Linked DNA regions of Sus scrofa: region 2 is linked to region 1. A link is a contact called in public HiChIP or PLAC-seq data. All regions are on one chromosome and are shown on one strand. The core of a region is the stretch at or near the end of the contact, and the rest is flanking DNA. Distances in the headings are between cores, read along the strand shown. Region 1 holds the start of HNRNPH2 (heterogeneous nuclear ribonucleoprotein H2). Region 2 holds the start of ARMCX3 (armadillo repeat-containing X-linked protein 3).

The links. HiChIP or PLAC-seq counts read pairs in DNA pulled down with a chosen protein or histone mark.
Region 2: a contact with region 1 is called in an H3K27ac HiChIP or PLAC-seq map of alveolar macrophages. The contact joins the promoter of ARMCX3 here to the promoter of HNRNPH2 in region 1. A contact is called at or near these places in 1 of 5 promoter capture datasets (fetal liver), 2 of 47 Hi-C or Micro-C datasets (embryonic fibroblasts and heart right ventricle) and 1 of 2 datasets of contacts at active chromatin or transcription factors (alveolar macrophages).

What each region holds. Positions count from the first base shown.
Region 1 is chrX:83,029,831-83,035,402 of Sscrofa11.1, reverse strand. HNRNPH2 (heterogeneous nuclear ribonucleoprotein H2) reads right to left here and starts at 2,878. Exons shown (of 2, transcript XM_021079664.1): 1 at 2,689-2,878. It overlaps GLA (galactosidase alpha), which reads left to right and starts at 3,130. Exons shown (of 7, transcript NM_001177925.1): 1 at 3,130-3,335. The coding sequence starts at 3,130.
Region 2 is chrX:83,185,059-83,190,630 of Sscrofa11.1, reverse strand. It overlaps ARMCX3 (armadillo repeat-containing X-linked protein 3), which reads right to left and starts at 2,692. Exons shown (of 4, transcript XM_003135252.4): 1 at 2,527-2,692; 2 at 1,919-1,998; 3 at 1,573-1,633; 4 at 1-968. The coding sequence starts at 811.

The DNA.
Region 1 (5,572 bases), core at 1,629-4,128:
ACAGGGTTCTGTGTGGGGTGAAGAGGTGGTATAAAGCAGGGACTGGCTGGTTAATTCAGCTGGCGAAGAATGGTCGAATAAAAAGGACTAACTGGCTCAGGGAGCCACAAACTTTAAAATAGGAGGCAGCAAGGCAAGAGATAAGGCTGGCTATGGAGAGATCAGGTCTGGAAGGTCTCATCCGGACAAAGGCTAAGGGCCTTTTCAGGGTTTTAAACTGGGGGCTGTGGGGAGGGGAGAAAGGGGGGGGTGCAAGGAGGGGAGTGAGGGGAGGAAAGTGAAAGAAGCAAAGTGAGGGGAGGAGAATGAAGTAATCAGAACCTTTCAGAAAGATCGCCATGGCAACAGTGTGGCTCTCAAACAGGAGGAGTTGGGTGACACTAGCAAGATCTGTTAGAACTCTAGTCTCTTAGAGATGCTAAGGGATTCACTTAAAGCAACAGCAGTTTAAAAATGGGGGTGGGGAGAAGAAAGATAAGATCTAGCCATTCAAAGCGTACCACAGTCCGTGGGACTTACTAATAGATTAAATATACCGGCAGTACGGATGTGAGGATACAGGAGAGGAGTCTGGGAAATTTTCAAACCTCATCAATTATCAGAAATACAAGTTAAAGCCTGAATTAATCACCGTTCTTCACCCATTAACATAGTGAAAATTAAACAGGTAGGATAGGTCAACATAGATATGCAGGGTTCGCAAATACACTCCCAGAGGAGTGAAGTTGATAAGGTCTCTCAGGAAAGCAATTTGGAAGTATGTATAACATCTTTTGATACAGGAAACCCACTTCTGGTTTTGTACCCTGAGAAAATGGTCTGAAATTCAGACAAAGCTTTATGGAGCTATATGTTCTTTGAAAGGTATTTTATTAAGAAAGATAAAACATGACACACTTTAAAAATTATAAAACCATCTAATGACACGAGAAATACTCATGCTATAATCTTAAGTGACCCAAGATCATAGCTATTTTACAACCTCAACTATGAAAAAGATCTGTGTTCACATATCCTCTGACCCTGCTGGAATTCCTTACAGAAACCTGGTCAAGAGAAATTCTCACAAATGTTCACTGCTGCACTGCTGGTAATGGCAGAAAATTAGAAACCTAATCATCCATCAACAGGGGAATGGCTGAATTACACTTTACCCTTAAAACAGAATATCATGCTGCTGTTTTTTAAAAAATCTGCCCTGACATAGGAAGAGTTCCAAAATACATTAAGTGAAGGAATATGCATAGTATGATCCTACTTATTTTAAAGTATACCCAGGCATGTATATACATATGTAAATGCAGAGAAGTTCTGGAGGGATATGAGTTGTTTTTTTGAGAAAATGAGGACTAGCGGGTAGGAAGAGTGAAGTGGATTTTTCACTTTTTACCCTGTATACTTCTACATAGTTTTAACTTTTAAATCACTGTAATTAGAATAAAGAGCAATGTTAGAAAAGTACGTGTTAATATGGCACATGTTAATAGTGGTTACTCTGGTAGATTTATGGATTTTTCAAAATTTTTGTCAATTTTTTGTGCCTTCTTGATTTTCTATAGAGAGTAGTTACCTTTATTTCAGGGAAAAATAACAGAAAACTAACAAAATGTTTACTTTTCTGGGATTGGTAGAGCAAATTTTATAAAATTTTCTCATTTTGTATGTGGATGACTTATCTGACACGGTCTGGGGAACACTGGGCCTCTTGGAAAGAAAGGACAAAGTGTAATAACTGCCCTAAAACTACACTGAGGATTCAAGTCAACATTTACTAATTGCCTATTATGTGCCTGGAACACTGCATCTGCCATGATAATAGCCTTCCTACGGACCGTCTTTAGTCTGAGTGACAGATTTACGAACTGGTATTTTGCCTGCCTTATTTCTTGGATGACCCATCCCATTTAACGTCCCTACAGCACTCTAGGCTTTCACGTCCCCCACTGTAGTGGCAGGGAAGTTCTACTTCATTACTGTGACTCCTGGGAAGGCCACGAGGACTCTGTTGCCTGAAGTAGGACCCAGGATTCCATTTAGGAGTGAAGAATTTGTGCACCTATGCCTGTGATATGTACAGACTTTTTATAGACCAAAATGCTGAGCTGTTATCTCTGGGTGTATTTTTTTTTAATTTATAGTATACTGTTATTTTTCCAATGTTCAAAATTGAGCATGTGAATTGTTACAAGCAGAAAAATAAACGTTATTTAAATATTTAATTCAATTTTTAAAAATTCCTTGGGCGCCTCTGTGAGGCACGCAGCATTTGCCTAGACGTGACTCTACAGATCAAATTCGCTTGGTGCCTCCCCCTACAGACAGACAATCAGGCACTGGAGACTGGGTGCCTGAATGGATGGACCAGCACTCAGACCTCTGGTCTCAAGATCAGGATCTTCCTAAACTAGGGACGTGGTTTTCCAATGTCTTTCAGCTTATGGTTTCTCTTAAGGGTCCTCTGAGACCCGCCCAGACAGACAGATATACAAAAACACAGACACAGTCACGAAACGTCCACCATTTCCCCACCAGGCGCAGCAAAGGCGGCTTCCCGGCACTGAGACGGGGGGAGGGGAGAGCGGGGGAGCGGAAAGCAGGGAACGAAAAAGGCGGAGGCGGCCCGCGGACCCCGCTTTGGTCTTCATCATCACCACCCCCCGGGGCCCCGGCTCCCACCCACACACCAACCTCTAACGATACCGGATAATTTTCCTCTTTCTTCCCTCAAACGGCTATAGCGAGACGGTAGACGACGACCAGAACTACTTCTGCTCACGTAAGCGACTGGTCACGTGAGGACCTACGTCATGTGAGATCTCGGTCACGTGAGCACTGCTCGGCTCTACCGCGGGATCATTAAAGTGCCGCACTTCCTTCTGGTATGACAATAGGGCGGGTCGATATTCAGAAAAAGATGGTATGGTTGGTGGCGGGGCGTCTTCTCTGACTGGTTATTGGTCCGCCTCTGGGGATAACCATCCCAGTTGCCGGAGAAACAGTTTCGTCATTGCTTAACAACTCACCGATGATTGGGTAGGCGAGCGAAGTTGGGTTCCGCGGGCCGCCTCCGCCTTTTTAGCCCTTAAGAACCTAGAAGCCCAGGTGACTCCTGGAGATCTCTGTTGCGTGATGACAGCTACGATGAAGCCGGTGAGCAGGGTCCGGCGGCTGGGCTACGTGCTGCCATTTTGCTTCCTGGCCCAGGTTCTCTGGGGCGTCCCAGGGGCCCGGGCCCTGAACAACGGCTTGGCGAGGACCCCTACCATGGGCTGGCTGCACTGGGAGCGCTTCATGTGCAATGTGGACTGTCAAGAAGATCCGGATTCCTGTATCAGGTATCAGAAATACTGGGTACATTCTTCCCTTCGCCTTTCCTTCCGGCTACCGTTGAAGGCATGGAGGGTCGCAGCGAGAAAATTCGAGCCCCAGGGAGAGCTGCCCTATTGCTCCTGCTTTTTTTTTTTTTTTTTATCGCCAGCAAACTAGCCTGGATGGGAACTAGCCCTAAATTTTCTCCATGTAGCCTCCCCACCCCACCCGCCGGGGTGGGAGTCCGGCCAGAGACCTCTACTTCTCCGCCTCTCTCTGCCTAATCACCCAGTTAAGGATGTTCTCCACTTATCATCTGGTTCTGTTCAGACCCTTATTAAGAGCTACTGCTCTCTCTCTGCGAGGTACTAGCAGTGAAGACAGCTGTGGTGAGTAGGAAGGACAGAGGACTATGACACGTGCCCTTTCTTCCTCTTTTTGGGTCATGGGTTCCTTGGCTGTAAGTGGAAGCAATTTAGAGAGACCATGGAGTCTCTGAGATCACCCCTTCCTGTAGCCCTTGAGTATAACATCTGGTTGGAAGGTTGACGTCAAGGGCCTTTATCTTTTGAAGATAAAAGGTTAGACTGGATAAGACAGATATTGATCCTATCTGATCCACACAGCCTTCATCTGTAAATTGTCACAGATTCAGCTCGGATCCTGCATTACTGTAGCCTTGGCATAGGCCAGAAGCTGCAGCTCCCATTAAACCTTAGCCTGGGAACTTCCCTATGCCACGGGAGTGGCCCTAAAAAAAAAAAAAAAAGAAAGAAAAAAAGAAAAGAAAAGACCAAAAAAAGCACAGTGCAGTACCAGGCCCTGCACTTGGGCATATAGAAGAAATGTTCTTAACCTGAACTGCATGGGGAAAATAAGGCAAATTTGCAAATATTAAGTATGTGTGTTTTTCTGAAGAGAGAATCTTGAACTTTGTTCAGATTTTCACAGGGATCTGTAGTCTAGAAAAGGTTAATAATCCCTGACTGATAGTGTTAAAAACATAATAACATGCTTGGTGCATAGGCTCCTCTGTAAGCAGCATATGGTACATCACAGTGGCCATAAGTTATTCCTATGAATGTCTTTACAGACGAAGTCAGGATGTTGATCAAAGGTGACAGAATTGGAGTTCCCGTTGTGGCTCAGCGGATTAAGAACCTTACATAGTCTCCATGAGGATGTGGATTCGACCCCTGGCCTTGCTCAGTGGGTTAAGGATTCCGTGTTGCCACAAACAACGAGGTCACAGATGCAGCTCAGATCTGGCGTTGCTGTGAGCTGGCCTAGGCCACCTATTTCCCCTAGCCTGGGAACTTCCATATGCCACAGATGCAGCCCTAAAAAGAAAAAAGTCCTTTGGGGTTTTTTTTCAGGGTTTTACTAAATGTACAAGGGGAAAAATTTTTTTAGCATTGAGGGTTTTTTATTCAAGAGCCAAATAATGTCTCCATTTATTCAAATAATTTGGAAACATCGTAGTTTTATTCGTATGAACTCTGCACATATATTAAAATTATCTCCAGGTATTTTGGGTTTTGTTTGTCACTTTTTTGGTTGCTCTTGTGAATGGCATATTTTTCTTTGACTAGGTTATCATTGGTATCTAAGAAAGCTGTTTATTATGTCACCTTTGTAGTTTCTTTCCTTACTGAACTTTGTTCTTAGTTCTAATAGCCTTTTCAATTTCGTATGGTTTGTTTTTGCTTTTGTTTTTGGCCGCAGCGTGCAGCAGCTTGATGTGGGATCTCAGTTCCCAAACCAGGGATTGAATGCGAGCTGCAGCAGTGAAAGCACTGAGTCCTAACCACTACACCACCAGGGAACTCCCAGTTTCATGTATTTCTCAGTCCTATTTTAATTGTTTGGGGTCCTTAGGGTGGAAGTATTACGAGGAGAGAGGGAGTTCACATTGTGGCTCAGCAGGTTAAGAACCTGACATAGTGTCCATGAGGATACTGGTTTGATCCCTGGCCTCGCTCAATGGTTTAAGGACCCAGCATTGCTGCAAGCTGTGATGTAGGTCACAGATGAGGCTCTGATCTGGTGTGGCTATGGTGTAGGCTGGCAGCTGCAGCTCTGATTTGACCCCTAGACTGGGAACTTCCTTATGCCACAGATGTGGCCCTAAAAACAAAAAAGAAAAAAAGAGGATAGAGGAATGAGAAGAAAAAGGCCCAGTCCATTTTACCTTGCTTTGGTTGCAATTACTACCACATTATTACTGGGTTGAAAAATAAATCGTAAAATCCCAAGGTACCTA
Region 2 (5,572 bases), core at 1,443-3,942, 160 kb before region 1:
CCAAATTCAAAAGGAGTTTCAAAACCTGAAATTTGGTTTCTTCATTTCCCGCTGAAAATAAACGAAAAAAGTCTGAAATGGAATTAGCAAGCATGTGCTGATACTCATTAGTAACAGTCATGTTCGTAAGCAATCTTAGTCCCGCCAGCTGCACAGATGAGTTCAAGCGAGAAGTGATTGTGTCATCACACACTTGATTCATGTATATCTTAAGCCGGCGCTGATTTTCAGCATTCACACTCAAGTTATTTAGGACAATTAAAGCCTTTTCCTTAACTATGGGATCCCGAGTATTGAGAATCTTTGCCACAATTGGGAGACCACCCAGATCACGAATAATATCTCTGTTAAACGCATAAGCAGCGTTGTTACCCAGAGCAATTAAAGCTGCTTCAAGAATATAAGGCTTTTCAGACATCTCAACCAAGCAAAGAACTTTTTGTAGCTCCTGAGGGGACAAAACGGTATCATCTGAATTGGGGGAAGCCCTTTTCTGGACGGCCCTCCGTGCCCGGGTAGCCCTGGCCCTTGCTCTGGCCCTAGCTCTGGTCCCAGCCTCAGTCCCAATTCGGGCCCAAGGTGGATACCATACTATACCTTTGTTCTCACTGTTGTCATCATCATCGTCTGACCAGTCATTGTACCTGGCCCCAGGACAGTCCCCAACATCATCCACGTCCCCGGACCCGCCCTCAGCCATTTTCTCCTTGTTCTGTTTTCTTCCCCTGGTCAGTCTGTAAATGCAGTAACAGGCGCCAGCCCCAATCACCAGTCCCGCAGTCACCCAGCCTACTTTCCTGGCGTAGCCCATGCAATCGTCCCTGACAGTATCAGGGACCAAGGAACAGAGTAGTCACTCAGGCTGGGGGAGGATGGCTATAGGCCTGGCTGGGTGCAGGCCTGCAGAGGGTGATCGTCTTGTCTTCAGCCCCACTTCAAGGCCACAGTAGCTGACACTACAAGTGGACCTAGGGGTGGAGGAAGGAAATGGGGTTTGAGTTTCTCTTCTCTCTGTGTTATCCCATGCAGGGAGTTGCACAGAGGGACAAGTAAATGAGTTCTTGGTAGGAAATGTAGATTGTTAACAAACTGTGCCCTCTCACTTCACCCTCCTCCTACCCTCCCCAGTCCACACCCTCCCCAAGCCTAGATAAAGGCAACAGAGCCCACAGTCTCTGCTGGGGCCTCAGCCACCCCAAAATCGGTGTTCACAGGGAGTAGCACCCTTGCACTAACCTCCTCCAGACAAGCAGTTTGCCCCTTCTTCCCTCCCCTGGAGGTGTGCCACGCCCAACAACCCTTGTGATCTGCAGAGAGACCAGAGCCAGTGAGAACTAAAGGCTTAATGGATTGACTGTTCATTCGTTGCTTTCCTGATTCACCATCTAGGTTGTCATATTTTTTTTTTAGAAAACTTCTCTATGCCATCCAAAACATGCACATGCCTGCCCCTTCCCTAGCCTGAAATGGGAGGGATGTTAGGGAAATAAAGTAGGATTGGGTGAGCCTGTCCAACCACGGGCGATTTCCAACCCCTCCCCCATTCTAAGCAGCCCCCACGCCCACACCGACCTCTACTGATCCGAGGAAACTTCCTCCCTCGCTTCAACTGGTGCCACCTGCTACAGCAGACCTGCAGGATGACAGATCGAAAACATGGGGACTAAGTGCTGTTGAGAGAAGAGGATTATGAACAAACTATCTGATAGGTTTCCCTTCTGTCATTCTCCCCCACCCCCGCGACACACGGGCGCGCACACGCTCGCGCACACACACACACACACAACGCACGCCATTTCGACACAGTCCCCAGAGTGTAAGAAACACACTCAGACTCAGACCTAACCTAGATCATTGCCACCTCTGGTTTCTACCCACCCCCATCACCAGCCCTGTTAGGGTCCCCAGATGGTCTTACCCTCAAATCGACCTTCACCGATCGGGGTTAATTTCCTTCCTCTTCTGTAGCCTGCCGTAGTGCCGCAACCTACAGAAAGACTGGCAACCCGGGAGAGGCTCGGACCCACAAGACACAGAGCCATGGTCAGGAAAACACAGTCACAGAAAGACGGGAAACAGACGCTACCGAGTGCTTGGTGGACGGACCAGTCCCCAGAACAGAAAACTCTTTCCTAATTCGGAGGCCTGGTTGTCAAAGGTTTCCCACCCCCATTACCCTCTTGGGGGCTTCTGCTGACACATCACGTTGCACTCCCCCCTCGCTAAGTGCAGTTTTTCCCGGCCAGCACTGTCCTGAAGGACTGGGGGGCCAACACCCAGGCCACAGCTCCCTTTGCAGATTACGGCCTCGGTTCCCACCAGGTTCCCACCTCCGGATCTCTGGGCTCCTCCCCAAACATCCCCCTACTCACCATTTCGCAGCATCGAAATGGGCTGCGGGCGGGACAGATGTCTTGCAAAGCCGGCGGCGAGTGGGAGAGACAACAGAGGCGCCCCAAGACCCGCGACGGTCTGCGCCCTGCACCCTCGGCCACCCCCACCTTCTGGAATCTCCCTGGCACTGACCTGCAGGGATCCGGGACAATTTCCTTCTCCTCCTCCTTCCCTCTGCCACCGGCCCGCTCACCCTCAGGGCAGTGGGGAGCTGGTACTCAGACGGGGAACAACGACCAGAACAAGAAGGACTTCTGCACACGTCAGCTCTTGGTCACGTGAGAGCTACGTCATCCACCAACTCGGGTCCCCAATTTCCCCTCCCACCAGCAGTGCGGCAGAAGAGGGCCCGCCCCCCTCCATTCCCTCCCCCACACCAGGCCTTGTTACTCTTTCTTCGTTGCCAATCCCATCTCCTTATAGTTGTGTTTGCCTTCCCCCATTACCAGAAAGGGACAGCATCTCCCCCTGGGGTTACTGGCCACTTGTACTTTTTGAAAAACTGCCTCTTCCTTCCCTAGGCTCCTGGGACAGCAACCTCTCCTTCCACCTCCCCGCCTCCCAGCTATAAATGTCTACGGTTTCCTCTGAAATCCAGTCCCAGATCTGAAATGAAAAAGCCATCTGAAAAGGAGCCCTGGAGTGAGTGAGTGTGTGTGTGTGTTTTCCTTTCTTAATGCGTTTTTGTTCTTTCCCTTCTGCCCTTCTCCCACCCGCAGCCTGCATTCTTTTTATGAAAAAAAAAAATTGCTGTAAAGCTATTTTCATTTGCAGAAAAAAAAAGAGTGGGAGTTGGAGAGTGGTGTTGGGTGATGGCCTCCAAAATGTACCACACTTTCTCACTTGTGGGGAGTGTTACAGAAAGCCATCTTAATGTCTTTGGGGGCCTAGCACATAACATAATCCTGAATGAGCTAATCAGTATGTCTGAGAATACATACAGCAGACTAGGCCAGTCTTCAAAACGGGAGAGCTACAGACTTTTACTTGCATCAGTTAGCAAGGAAGAGGCATGGAGCTCTCAGAAGCAAGTGACACAGAAAATGTTGAGTGGAAATCGCACCAACATAGTGGATGTGTATCATACAGGCATGCACACCGACAGAGTGAGTGGCATACAAAGAACATTATAAAATACACTCAGGCATAAATAGAGAATATCATTTTAAAATGGAATAGATGTTAGTGGAACAGTGAGACTAAGACAAAATTGGCCAACCTCGGTATCTAGGAATTAGTGTGAAACCTTTTCAACGACCAGTTTAATGAATGATTCACCTGTCAGCAATGATCGAATTTTTTTATGAGTGGGCAAAATAATAAAATAATGTCAGAACATGAGGTCTACAGTGAAATATGCCCTAATAGTTCAGATATAAGGTTATTATCTGAGTATGAATTTTAAGATCCACAGACAACAGGGGCATAAATCAAGAAATTAGGAAGTTTGGGAACAGGCAAAACTCTAAGAAAGTTCAAGTTGATGTAACTTTTGGAAGACAGCACTTGACTATGACTGAATTTTATTTTTTCTTCGAGTTTTATTGAGAAATAATTGAGATACAGCACTGTATAAGTTTAAGGTGAACAGGGTATGACTGAAATTTAGTAAGCAGAAACCAGATCAACTATGATGCTGTGTTTAGAGAAAGATCATGTGCAGCGAGGGGGCTTATTCAAGCATAGGGATATATGAAAAGCAGAGTCAGAGGAAAGTGTTGATAGTTCCCACCCAAGCACTGTCTGGAGGAGAGCGAGTCTTGGCCAAGATGAATGGAAAAATTAGCTTTCTTTGGCAGAGCCATCCCCATGATGTGTAAGTGTACTTCAAGTTTCTTAGCTAAAAGCCACTTCTTAAAGTGCACCAATGCCCTTGCTCTGATTGCAGGCTCACCAAGCCACCTTCTGAGGTTGTGGTTTCCCAAGTAGTAGCTTGCCAACAGGGAGTGAATGGGCTGATAAAACTGACAGAAACCTCTAGTACCCTTGACGGTTGTATTTTTCAGGATAAATTCTTCAGTTGTCACTCCCTTGTGAGACTTAGTTTCCCTTGTGGCCTTCTTACAGGGAGAAAATGCAGAAATCCATGCACTGGGGCATTCAGATATAGATTTAGATATGTCTCTGTGAATGGGAGTCTTTCCTTGACAGAGGCATCCACTCTCAGCGTACAGACAAAATCAGGTATTGATCATGACGGGATGAGGACAAGGCTCTGAACTCTAGATGCAACCTTGTGGAATCCTATCAGGGAAGCCAAGTAGCTTTGGCTTACAAGACAGCCTAGTGCATCACCATTTCAGAACTGTACCTCTCTAGTGTTCAGTTAATGTAAAAATTACAACTGGAGTTCCCATTGTGGCGCAGTAGAAACGAATCCGACTAGGAATCATGAGGTTGTGGGTTCAATCCCTGGCCTTGCTCAGTGGGTTAAGGATCCAGCATTGCCGTGAGCTGTGGTGTGGGTTGAAGAAGCATCTTGGATCCTGCGTTGCTGTGGCTGTGGCGTAGGCCGGCAGCTGCAGCTCTGATTAGACCCCTAGCCTGGGAACCTCCATATGCTGCAGGTGTGAGCCTAAAAAACCAAAAAAAAAAGAAAGAAAGAAAAGAAAATTACGACTAAAGCATGCCGTGGCAGATAGGCCCCCCAGCACCTCAGTCCCAGATGAACAAAGCATCATATCCAAAGTAGTTGAAGGGCTCCTGCAAATCAACAATAATATCTGAAACAGTATACATTTCTCTCTGGGAAGAGAAAGGAATCGCCATTTACATTTTACATACCCTGTCATTTTCCCCAGCAAAAGGGTGGGCATTGTGACCCAAACAGACCAACTCCATACTCTCTTACTGAAATTTAAACCTCAAACGGAGATAGAAAACTGAAAATCAGTGGAATTATGGCATCCTGAAGAGCCCATCTATCAATTCCTCCCACTAGATGTCTCAAATCTGATGCTGATCTTCAACATTCCATCATTGTTTGCATTAACCAGATTTGGTTTCTGTTGCTTGTAATCAAAGAAAATTAACTAATACACAATCCAAAAATAAATAACATAATGCAAAAAGTAATATAGCTTTTTAAAATAACAATCTTCTGTATTTTTCTCACCCTCCATAACTCCATTAGGGTTACAACCTGCTGGTCCTTTCCATTTTCAGCTACTTTATAAAT